3 separate regions of the Pan troglodytes genome follow, and regions 2 and 3 are each linked to region 1. The links are chromatin contacts, called in public HiChIP or PLAC-seq maps. All regions are on one chromosome and are shown on one strand. Each heading gives the region's core, a stretch centred on a gene start, on an enhancer-like site or on the middle of the called end of the contact. The rest is flanking DNA. Distances are from core to core; before and after follow the strand shown.

Region 1 (3,396 bases), core at 546-3,045:
CTGTCTTTACTAAAAATACAAAAATTAGCCGGGCGTGGTGGCGGGGGCCTGTAATCCCAGCTACTCAGGAGGCCGAGGCAGGAGAATCACTTAGCATAATCACTTGAACCCGGGAGGCAGAGGCAATGGAGTGCGCCACTGCACTCCAGCCTGGGCAACAGAGCGACTCCATCTCCAAAAAAAAAAAAAAAAAAAAAAAAGACTTCAATCCAGATTCAGTGCTCTAGAAGAGCTGTTTCCTGCATGGTTTGTCTCCCCAGTAATTGTCCACAGGACTCTGGGAAGCTGTAGGAATATGCAGGCGCAGACACGAGGCCCAGCTTCATCTTCAACGTTGTGGAAAGGGACTGTACATCATGGGGCAGAGCCCTATGCTCCCCTACGCCACTTGGACAGAGCCCGGGGAGAGTGACCTCCCGGGTGTATCCACGTTGGACAATCAGTGTAACGCATAAATTTACAGAATCTAATAGGAAACAATTTCATCCATTCATGTTACTACAGATCTTAAACAAGAAAGCAAACGAGTTTCCACCCTGTCCACAGTGGGGTGTTAAAAAAAAATCGGTTTCTAGACTGGTAACATGCATATTCAGCTATTCTAATTACTTTACAATAGGCGGTTAGTACGATGCGGAAGGTACCGCAGAAGCAAAGACAACAATTAGGCCCAGCTATCCTAAATTCAAATGAAACACGTGGACTTGTTAATTACCCCCAAATCGGCGAGGCACGATGGCTCACGCCTGTAATCCTAAAAATATAAAAATAAAAATGACCCAAATCACAAAAATACGAGAAAGCATAATTACGAAACGTAATGCTTCCAAATTATGAAAATCTTCGGCCTGGCGTGGCGGACCACAAGGTCAGGAGTTGGAGACCAGCCTGGCCAACATGGTGAAATCCCGTCTCTACTAAAAATACAAAAATAAGCCAGGCGTGGTGGTACACGCCTGTAGTGCCAGCTACTCGGGAGGCTGCGGCAGGAGAAATGCTGGAGCCCAGCAGGCGGAGGTTGCAGTGGTACGATCAAATAAAGAAAAAGAAAAATTGAGAAAATTCTTAAAGGCAAATGGGGATCCAGAATAAAACTGTGCAATTCTATTGAGAACGACAATGTGCCTACTATGAGGCAGTAAGATAAACAATGGGGGTGGCGGTGCACCTTCAGAGGGTCGCCGGGTCGGGCGGCAGCCCTGCGGGTCCCGAGGTCTCCATGGCCCACTTCTGGCCCAGGACCGTCTAACGCGTACTTTAGAGTTGGGACGGATGCCGCCTAAGACACCCATATATAGTTTTAAATTACATGATTTCCGGCCAGGCGCGGTGTCTCACGCCTGTAATCCCAGCACTTTGGAAGGCCGAGGGTGGTGGATCACCGGAGATCAGGAGTTCAAAACCAGCCTGACCAACATAGCGAAACCCCGTCTCCACTAAGAATACAAAAATTGGCCGGGCGTGGTGGCACGTGCCTGTAATTCCAGCTGCTGGAGAGGCTGAGGCACGAGAATCGCTAGAACCCGGCAGGCGGAGGTTGCAACGAGCACTGCAGTCCAGCCTGCGTGACAAACCGACTCCGTCTCAAAAAAAAAAAAAAAAGTAAGTAAATAAAATACTATATGATCCTCCTAGGGAAGCTCGGCTACTGATCTATAGCATTAGACCCATAACTCCGGTGGCAAGCATCTGATCACACTTACCAAGGAGAAGAAGCGACCACTGCGAATCTGTCTCCAAGAGGGAGAGCGAACGCGAAGCATCCTTATTTAAACCTTACGAAGTGCCCGGAAGTCCTGGAATGTCTATTGCGCGTGCGCAGAAGCATGCGCAGTTAGAGAATCAGAAACTCACTGAGGCTTCTGGGAATCTACTGCAGATTGAGCCCCACCCCTTCCTGGCTGGGAGGCCTCTCGCGGTAGTGGATCCTTCCCGCGGGACCTTGCTGGGGAATGTACGTTACAGAAATAGGTTTGTAGGTATGTAGCTGCAGAGGACGTGTACTTCTGTGCAATCACTGGACTCAGTCTGTAGGATATGCCCTTAGATAAACTGGCCAAAAAGTTTTTGGAAGAGTCGAACGCGGTGGCTCACGCCTGTGATTACAGCAGCTCTGAAGGCCGTGAGGGGCGGATCGCTCGAGGCCAGGAGTTCGAGACCGGCCTGGGCATCATGGCGAAACCCCGTCTCTACAAAAAATACAAAACATAAGCCGGGCATGGTGCCGCGCACCTCCAGTCCCAGCTACTCGGGAGGCTGAAGCATGAGAATCGTTTGAACCTGGGAGGCGGTGGTTGCAGTGAGCCGAGATCGCGCCGATGCATTCCATCCTGGTCGACAGAGCGAAACTCTCTCTCCAAATAAATAAATAAGTAAAACGTTGGAATAATAAGAATGCAGAATGGAAAAAAATACATATAGAGAAATACGGAGTATCAAAAGGAATTGAATCTGCTCTGTCACCTGTGAAAGGAATAATTTGATAAATGTGAAGGTAAATAAGATGAAAGTGCCCCTAGACGAATCAGATAAAAGTTTAAAAACTCCAGGCCTGGCGCGGATAAAAATAAATAAAAATAAAAAATAAAAAACTCCATTGCACAACAGTGTGAATGAATGTAATTAAAAGCACTGCCCTATACTCTTTCTTTTTTTTTCGAGATGGAGTTTTGCTCTGTCACCCAGGCTAGAGTGGAATGGCGTGGTCTCGGCTCACTGCAACCCCCGCCTCCCGGGTTCAAGCGATTCTCCTGCCTCGGCCTCCCCAGTAGCTGGGATTACAGGCGCCCGCCACCGTGCCTGGCTAATTTTTGTATTTTTAGCAAGACGGGGTTTCACCATCTTGGCCAGGCTGGTCTCGAACTCCTGACCTCAAGCAATCCACCCGCCTCGGCCTCCAAAGTGCTGAGATTACAGGCATGAGCCAGCGCACCTGGACTTTTTTTTTTTTTTTTTTTTGAGACGGAGTCTCGCTCTGTCGCCCAGGCTGGAAGGAAGTGGTGTGATCTCGGCTCACTGCAACCTCCACCTCCCAGGTTCAAGCAGTTCTCCTGCCTCAGCCTCCCGAGTAGCTGGGACTATAGGCATGCCACCATGCCCGGCTAATTTTTGTATTTTTAGTAGAGACGGGGGTTTCACCATGTTGGCCAGGCTGCTCTCGAACTCCTCACCTCAAGTGATGCCCGCCTTGGCCTCCCAAAGTACTGGGATTACAGGCGGGAGCCACCGCACCCGGCCCCCTACACATTTTAAACTAGTTAAAAATGGCAAGTTTTATGTATATTTTACCACACACAAAACCCTCCGAATATGAAGTAGGCAAGTAAAGAATGCTTACGATATATATACATATGAAATGTTGCAAATATGATGGAATTTTTAGTGTGGTGTAAGGTG
Region 2 (3,396 bases), core at 549-3,048, 280 kb after region 1:
AGGACACGGTGGCTCAGGGTTTAATTTCAACCCTTCACCCCAAAGAGATCTCAAAGCATAACCCGTAATGTCTAAGCAAGGAATAGGAGTCCCAATTCCATGGGAGTCTAGCTGGTCATCCTCTTCTACTCCTCAACTAGTGAAAGAATACCCCATCTTAAATTGAGGTGTAGCCATCTTAAGAAGACCAAAGAGCTTATTGCTTTCAGATTCCTCTTTAAAATAGAAAACTCCAGAGAGATGTGACACAAGTCCCTAATACCTTATGAGGGGAACAACCCAGGGAACTTGACTCCCCTTTAGGGAAAAGAAAAGGAACAAAATGAGGAAGACAGACAAAGGGGTGTAGCTAAAAGGCAAATATCCATTTCCTATTCCAATCTGTCTAGAGCTTTCTTTGCCTATAGAAATGAATGGCCCACTGTAAGGCCAATAAAGGGTCTCTTGCATGCGCAGTACTTGGCAGTTCAATTTAGGTTCCAAGAAGGGACTGGATTACAATGTTGGTTTGGTCACATTTAGGCCTCAGTTTTCCTTAACTACAAAATGTAGGGGCTCAATTAGATAGTCTCTAACGGCTGTACCTTGGCTCTCTATACGGTATGGCAGGTGTCATGGTGATAATTCTCAACAGAAGGCAGAAGTGAAAGGCCAAAGGACAAGCAAAAGCAAGATTAATTCCTCACTGCTCTCCAGAGTGGACAGAAGTCAGTTAAAGATAACTCAGGGCTGGCAAAGGGAGGCCCAGCCCACTCCATACTCCTAAGCAGGAGAGGGAAATCTACAGGTCTAGGCTGGGCTGAGTAGGGCAAAAGCCTTTAGAAGATGGTGTCCAACCATAAGTAGCTCCCATGACCAGCTCCCATCATCCTCACCCTTGCGGAGTCAGGGGTCTAGAAACACCTGAGAAGCCTGAATGCATGCAGGCTTGCAAAGCTAAGGCGTGCTGGCGAGGAAGGAGAGCGTAGAGGGGGTGACAGGTGGGTAAGGGCCGAGGGAGTCAGGCTGGGAGGCAAACGTTGGACGGTCGGATCTAGACACTGTGCGAAGAATCTGGGGGTGTTTCGCACGACCTGAGGAGAACTCCACGCGGGAGATGGTAATGATGAAGGAGGAGTTGAGCCGTGGGTTGTTTTGGAGACCCGCCGGTGGAAATGGTTTGGGGGCCTGAAACTGTTGTGCAGGGAACTGGGAGTGCCCTATACGTGGCAACGGTCGGGACATCAAGGGTTAGGGTATACTGGATTGGGGCCCGGGAGTTCTGTTGGGGGATGGGGCGCCCAAGGCACCAGGTAGGAACGGGTGGGGCGATTGGCAGTTTAAGGATTGGAAGGCCCTTGGGAGATCTAGGGCTGGACTTGGGACCCGGTGAGCCTCACCGGAAATATCGTTCCTCTTCAGCCTGCTCTCTCTTTCCGAAGGCCCCACCGGCTTCCCGGATGGAGCCCGCGCCCCGGTCGACATTCTCGGACTGCAGAGAGACAGGGACACTGGTAAAGGTACGGAAGCAAAGATGGGATCCGCCCGCGGGGCTGGAGCAGCGGACACTGCCGCAGCGTACCTGATCCGAGCCGAAGCCTCGGGCTTGCATGGTCCTCACGCCCCACACGCCAAGCCACGTCCGCGCCGCCAACGCCGTCACTGCCATTGCTGCTGGAGCTGCACCTCTGGCGTCTCTGCCGCAGCAAGCAGTCTCTCGTTACGCGCTAATGGCAGGGACGGCCAAGCACTCAATCTGGTCGACGCAGGGGCGGATGAACACAGGAATAGCGAATCACGGGAGAGCGGAGGCGGGCTTCCCGGAGCTCACAGCGAATCCCGAGCAAGAGACGGGTTTATTCTTAGCCAACCGCTAGCAAGGGCTTAGGGCCAAAGGACTGGAAAGAGGAATGATGGAGGAGTTTGGAGAGCTGAGTGAGGAGAGTGACGGAAGCCGAAATTTCGGCTCTTGGACCCATCAGAATGAGGCGTGGCGTCCACCTCCAGCCCACGATTTCAATTCTAAAGTCGTTATTATTCAAAGCTCAAAGGAAGTTTTCCCTTCCCTGGCCTGCTAGCATCAATAAAATGGGGGAATTCGGGGTTTGGGAGCTGTGTCCAGGATGCTGATGTCCAGGATACCGACGTCCAATGTGCCCTGGCTTAGATATACATAAATCGCGCTCATTTGTTATGAGAAGTGGCAGTGTTCTGGCTGGGCGCGGTGGCTCACGCCTGTAATCCCAACACTTTGGGAGGCCGAAGTGGGTGGATCACCTGAGGTCCGGAGTTCGAGACCAGCCTGGCCAACATGGAGAAACCCCGTCTCTACTAAAAATACAAAAATCAGCCGGGTGTGGTGGCACGCGACTGTAATCGCAGCTACTCAGGAGGCCGAGACAGGAGAATTGGCTTGAACCCGGGAGGCGGAGGTTGCAGTGAGCCGAGATTGCGCAACTGCACTCCAGCCTGGTGACAAAGCGAGACTCCGTCTCAAAACAAACAAAAAAAAGAAAACCCAAATTATAACTTGACCACCTCAGGCACAGTTTCCTAGGACCTCTTGAGGCTGTGTTTCCCCAAGCTATGGTCACTCATCTTGGCTCAGAATAAACCTTTTAAAAATATTTTAGTTTGTTTTTTTCGTTAGCAACATATTGTTGAATGGGCTTAATAACTGCACTTTTGGCAATGTGGTGCAATGCAGTAGAAAAGAGCAGGCCAGGTGCGGTGGCTCACACCTGTAATCCCAGCACTTTGGGAGGCCGAGGCGGGCAGATCACCTGAGGTTGGGAATTCGAGACCAGCCTGACCAACATGGAGAAACGCCATCTCTACTAAAAAAAAATATGAAAAATTAGCTGGGCATGGTGGCGCATATCTGTAATCCCAGCTACTCGGGAGGCTGAGGCAGGAGAATCGCTTGAACCTGAGAGGCAGGGGGTGCAGTGAGCTGAGATCACGCCACTGCACTCCAGCCTGGTCAACAAGAGAGAAACTGTCTCAAAAATAAATAAATAAAAATAAAAAATAAATTAGCTAGGCGTGGTGGCACATGCCTGTAATCCCAGCTACTTGGGAGGCTGAGGCAGGAGAATGCTTGAACCCGGGAGGCTGAGGTTGCGGTGAGCTGAGATCACGCTATTGCACTGCAGCCTGGGTAACAAGAGCGAAACTCTGTCTCAAAAAAAAAAAAAAAGGATAATTAGGAGTCTAGGGAAAGCTTGACCTTAACCTCCCTTCATCCATATAATGAATATGAACAAGACAACAGTAGTCTTTACTCTCATGAAGTTTATAGCTCTTCTCTAACTCATTTTCTCTTCTCTGTTTCTTCTTTTTTAGATGAGAGAATTGGGCCAGATTATCTACCTGATTGATGATTATAAAAATACCTTCTTTGGGGCTGGGCGTGGT
Region 3 (3,396 bases), core at 422-2,921, 260 kb after region 1:
ACTTCCACTACACTCTAGGCCTGTAAACTAAAGCAACTAGAAGCTCCTAGTGCCGTGCAATCTCAGAAATCATAAGGCCAAAGAACAAGATATTCAGTGGGGTTAATGAAGAAAGCCTCTTTCTGAGCCCATCGTGGGCCTCAATGTTCTTCCTGTAAAATGGGGCTATAGCGTAGCTTGTATTGCTGGTTTAGTCCTGAGGACTTAGGTTAAAGGCGAAAAAAACTCAGAGCCTGGTATCTAGTAGGTGCATAATAAATGATAAGATGTCCATTATCGCTGCTGCTGGTAGTGGTGGGGGAGTGCGAACTGTCAGTCTGGTTAGGTCCAGCCTAATTCCCGGTCTCCCTGCAAAGCCCCTGCGGGCTATGCCGGGATGCGAATGCGGGGGGGGGCGGGGGGGGGGTGGAGGGGAGCGGCGCGAAGGGAGGGTGGGGGAGGAATTTCTGGAAAACAAACTTCTGGGCCTTCAGACCACTTACTTAGCAGGGCGCAGCCTAATCCGCGCTTGGCTTCGGAAGCCGCGACCGGGGTTGTCCCCTCTCCCCCCAGCTTTGGCTGCCGCCGCTGCCGCGTACCGGGCGGCCCGCCAAGCCCCCAGAGCCCCTGCGCTCTCCCTCCAAAGCAGGAGTGCGGGGGACATGGGATGAGGTCAACTTTCACTGGCCAGTCCCAGGTGCCTACGCCCCGCGCTGGGGGACAGGAGCCGGGAGACACCCCAGGAAGGGTCCTCTGCCCGCCGGCCCCCACGAAGAGGAAGAGACTCCGCGGAAGGGGGCGGGGAGGAGGAGTGGTCTGGCCGCTCCGGCCGGGATTTGCCTGGACTTGAAGACGCTCAGGAGCCCAAAGCTCGGAGAGCCTCCAGAAGGCTTCTCCCTCATTGGCCAGGAGTCCGAGGGAGCCGAGGAAGGATCCGCGGCCCTTGTGGGGGGGGCGGTGAGGCAGAGGGGGAGAGGGAGGGAGGAGGGGGAGAGGGAGAAGGAGAAGGAGGGAGAGGGGAGACAGAGGGGGGGAGGGGTGCCGAGGGCCGCGGCTGCCAGTTGATGCAACCCGGGTCCCGGGTTACGCGCTCGGCTTTCCCTCCCCGAGCCCAGGACACACCGACTCAGCTCAGGACAGCCTGAGGCTCAGACGCGGTTCGGGGTTCCAGGGAAGAGGGGCGTCGCGCGGCCGCCGCTTACCTCTCCGGGGCCCGAGTCGCCGACGCCGCCCGGGGCGAACCGCAGGTAGTCCTTGAGCTCTGCGCGGCACTCGGAGTCCGCCACGATCATGGTGCGCGCCAGGACCCGGTCGCGGCTCGCCGACGACCCGTGCACCCGAGTGGGTTTCGGAGGGACGCCCGAAGGAAGCCGGGACTGGGCGCCGCCGGGGAGCTTCTAGAACCCCGGGGCGTCTCTCGGGGCTCCAGAACGCTCCGGAATCCGAGAACGGCCGCTTTGGTGCTGGACTCTTCCCCCAGTCGGGCTTCGGGAACGGCGAACGGCCTCGGGGGCCTGGGAAGGGCCGCAGCGCAGGGGTTTTCACGGCCTCGGAAGTCCGCAGGGGCCAGGGCTGCTCGCGGACCCAGCGCTCCTCAGCATCCCCGCCGCGGAACTGCCAGCGCTCGCCGGGCTCTGACACCAGCAGTTCAGCCCGCTGCGGTCCCCGGGGGAGGGCGGGGACACAAAAGCCCGGCGGTCCAGCCAATCAGAGGTCTGTTTCCCCGGGGAGGCGGGGGAAACTCCGCCCCCTGGAGTCACGGGCTCCGCCAATCAGCACCGGGGAGCGCCCGGAATTCTGGGAGTTGTAGTCCGCCTCGGGTGAATGCTGCAAACTTTTGCAAGACGGTTTAGTCAGATCCCTGGCAACACCAGACGGCAGTGACAGCCCGAAGAGTCATTAGGGTTGCGTGATGAAAAGGGACTTCACTGGGCTAGGCCAAACAGCCGAGTGTGAAATCTCCTAAATGAATTCTTCATCTTTTCAGTTCCTGGAGGGACTGGCTAGGGTTAAGAGAGGTTTGGCTCGCGTCCTATCCGGTGCTGCTAATTATAGAACTGAACCCCAGATATTTAGAGGTCAGAGGGCACAACCCTGCTCCCTCTGGCCTCGGGGAAGCTCCAAAGATGCGAGACACAGGGAATTCACCTTATTTGTGGAGCCTCAGGAAAAGCCTTCATTCCTTGAAATGTCATTGGTAACTTCGTGTGGAACCTCAATCCCTATTGCTGGAAGTTTTCTTCCTTCTGCTACCCGTCCTGGCTTCCACCCCTGCCACCCTCCTCGAAACTTTGTAACAAGGTGTTCTGCTGGATCTTTGCTCACCTCTCCCTCTGGCCTTCTCTGACTCCTCTTTCACCACCCACTTCCTAAAACGTGGGTGCTTCCCCAGTTTCTGTTTTTACCCCTCTTCCCTCCAGACACTCTCCCTGATCTCATCCACTTCCTGGCCTTCAACTCGCCTCTTGCCAGAAAGTTGCCTCTACCAACACCTCAGCACCTCCAAGCTAAATTCATTTTCTATTCATTTCAAACGGAGCCTCTTCCTTCACAGTTTTCCTTCAGAGCTCCTTTTTTTGTTTCCATTTTAAAGTTATTGTTTATTCTAGACAGGGAATCCTGCCAGGGGTGAGGGTGGATAAGACCCCCAAGTCCCCCTCTGAGACTTCTAAGTCTAAGCTTACAATTCCAAAGATGAAACCGACTTGGTTTCCTGCCTCCAGATTCTTGGGAAAAAGCGATTAATCTCACCCTCCCTTGAGCTCCCAAGGCACTTGAGCTGGATCTCTTTTCACATGTATCACATTCTACCTAGTTTTTTTTGTGTTTTTGTTTTTTGTTTTTTAATAAATAGAGACAGGGTCTCCATATGTTGCCCAGGCTGGTCTCAAACTCCTGAGCTCAAGCGATTCTCTCACCTCAGCCTCCCAAAGTGCTAGGATTATAGGCATGAGCCACCATGTCCAGCCACATTCTGCCTTGTATTGTAATTTTATATGTACATGTTTTATCTGACCCTTTTTTCTTTTTATTAGTATTGTTTTTTAGAGATGGGGTCTAGCTCTGTCACACAGACTGGAGTACAGTGGCGTGATCATAGCACGCTGCAGCTTCAAATTCCTGGGCTCAAGCAATATTCCCTCCTCAGCCCCCCAAATCAATCACTGGGGTTACAGGTGTGCACCACTGAGTCTGGCTTATCTGATCTTTTTAATTGTAAACTCCTTGAGGGCAGGGTCTACATCTTTTTTTTTTTTTTTTGAAACAGAGTCGCACTCTGTCGCCCAGGCTGGAGTGCAGTGGCCCGATCTTGGCTCACTGCAACCTCTGCCTCCCAGGTTCAAGCAATTCTCCTGCCTCAGCCTCCTGAGTAGCTGGGATTACAGGCAAGTGCCACCACGCCCGGCTAATTTTTGT

What was found. HiChIP or PLAC-seq counts read pairs in DNA pulled down with a chosen protein or histone mark.
Region 2: a contact with region 1 is called in an H3K4me3 HiChIP or PLAC-seq map of stem cell-derived excitatory neurons, with 3 times the contacts expected there. The contact joins the promoter of ATP5IF1 here to the promoter of SNHG3 in region 1. A contact is called at or near these places in 1 of 7 Hi-C or Micro-C datasets (stem cell-derived neural progenitor cells) and 1 of 1 datasets of contacts at active chromatin or transcription factors (stem cell-derived excitatory neurons).
Region 3: an H3K4me3 HiChIP or PLAC-seq map of stem cell-derived excitatory neurons shows a contact between it and region 1, with 5 times the contacts expected there. The contact joins the promoter of SESN2 here to the promoter of SNHG3 in region 1. A contact is called at or near these places in 1 of 7 Hi-C or Micro-C datasets (stem cell-derived neural progenitor cells) and 1 of 1 datasets of contacts at active chromatin or transcription factors (stem cell-derived excitatory neurons).

Annotation. Positions count from the first base shown.
Region 1 is chr1:202,477,393-202,480,788 of NHGRI_mPanTro3-v2.0_pri, forward strand. It overlaps SNHG3 (small nucleolar RNA host gene 3 (non-protein coding)), which reads right to left and starts at 1,796. Exons shown (of 3, transcript NR_038066.1): 1 at 1,704-1,796. It overlaps LOC112207094 (small nucleolar RNA SNORA73 family), which reads right to left and starts at 435; the gene lies at 231-435.
Region 2 is chr1:202,756,688-202,760,083 of NHGRI_mPanTro3-v2.0_pri, forward strand. It overlaps ATP5IF1 (ATP synthase inhibitory factor subunit 1), which reads right to left and starts at 1,799. Exons shown (of 3, transcript XM_003338984.7): 1 at 1,562-1,799; 2 at 1,380-1,471. The coding sequence starts at 1,648. It overlaps DNAJC8 (DnaJ heat shock protein family (Hsp40) member C8), which reads left to right and starts at 1,317. Exons shown (of 11, transcript NM_001279783.1): 1 at 1,317-1,499; 2 at 3,325-3,396.
Region 3 is chr1:202,733,738-202,737,133 of NHGRI_mPanTro3-v2.0_pri, forward strand. It overlaps SESN2 (sestrin 2), which reads right to left and starts at 1,672. Exons shown (of 10, transcript XM_016957397.4): 1 at 1,182-1,672. The coding sequence starts at 1,271.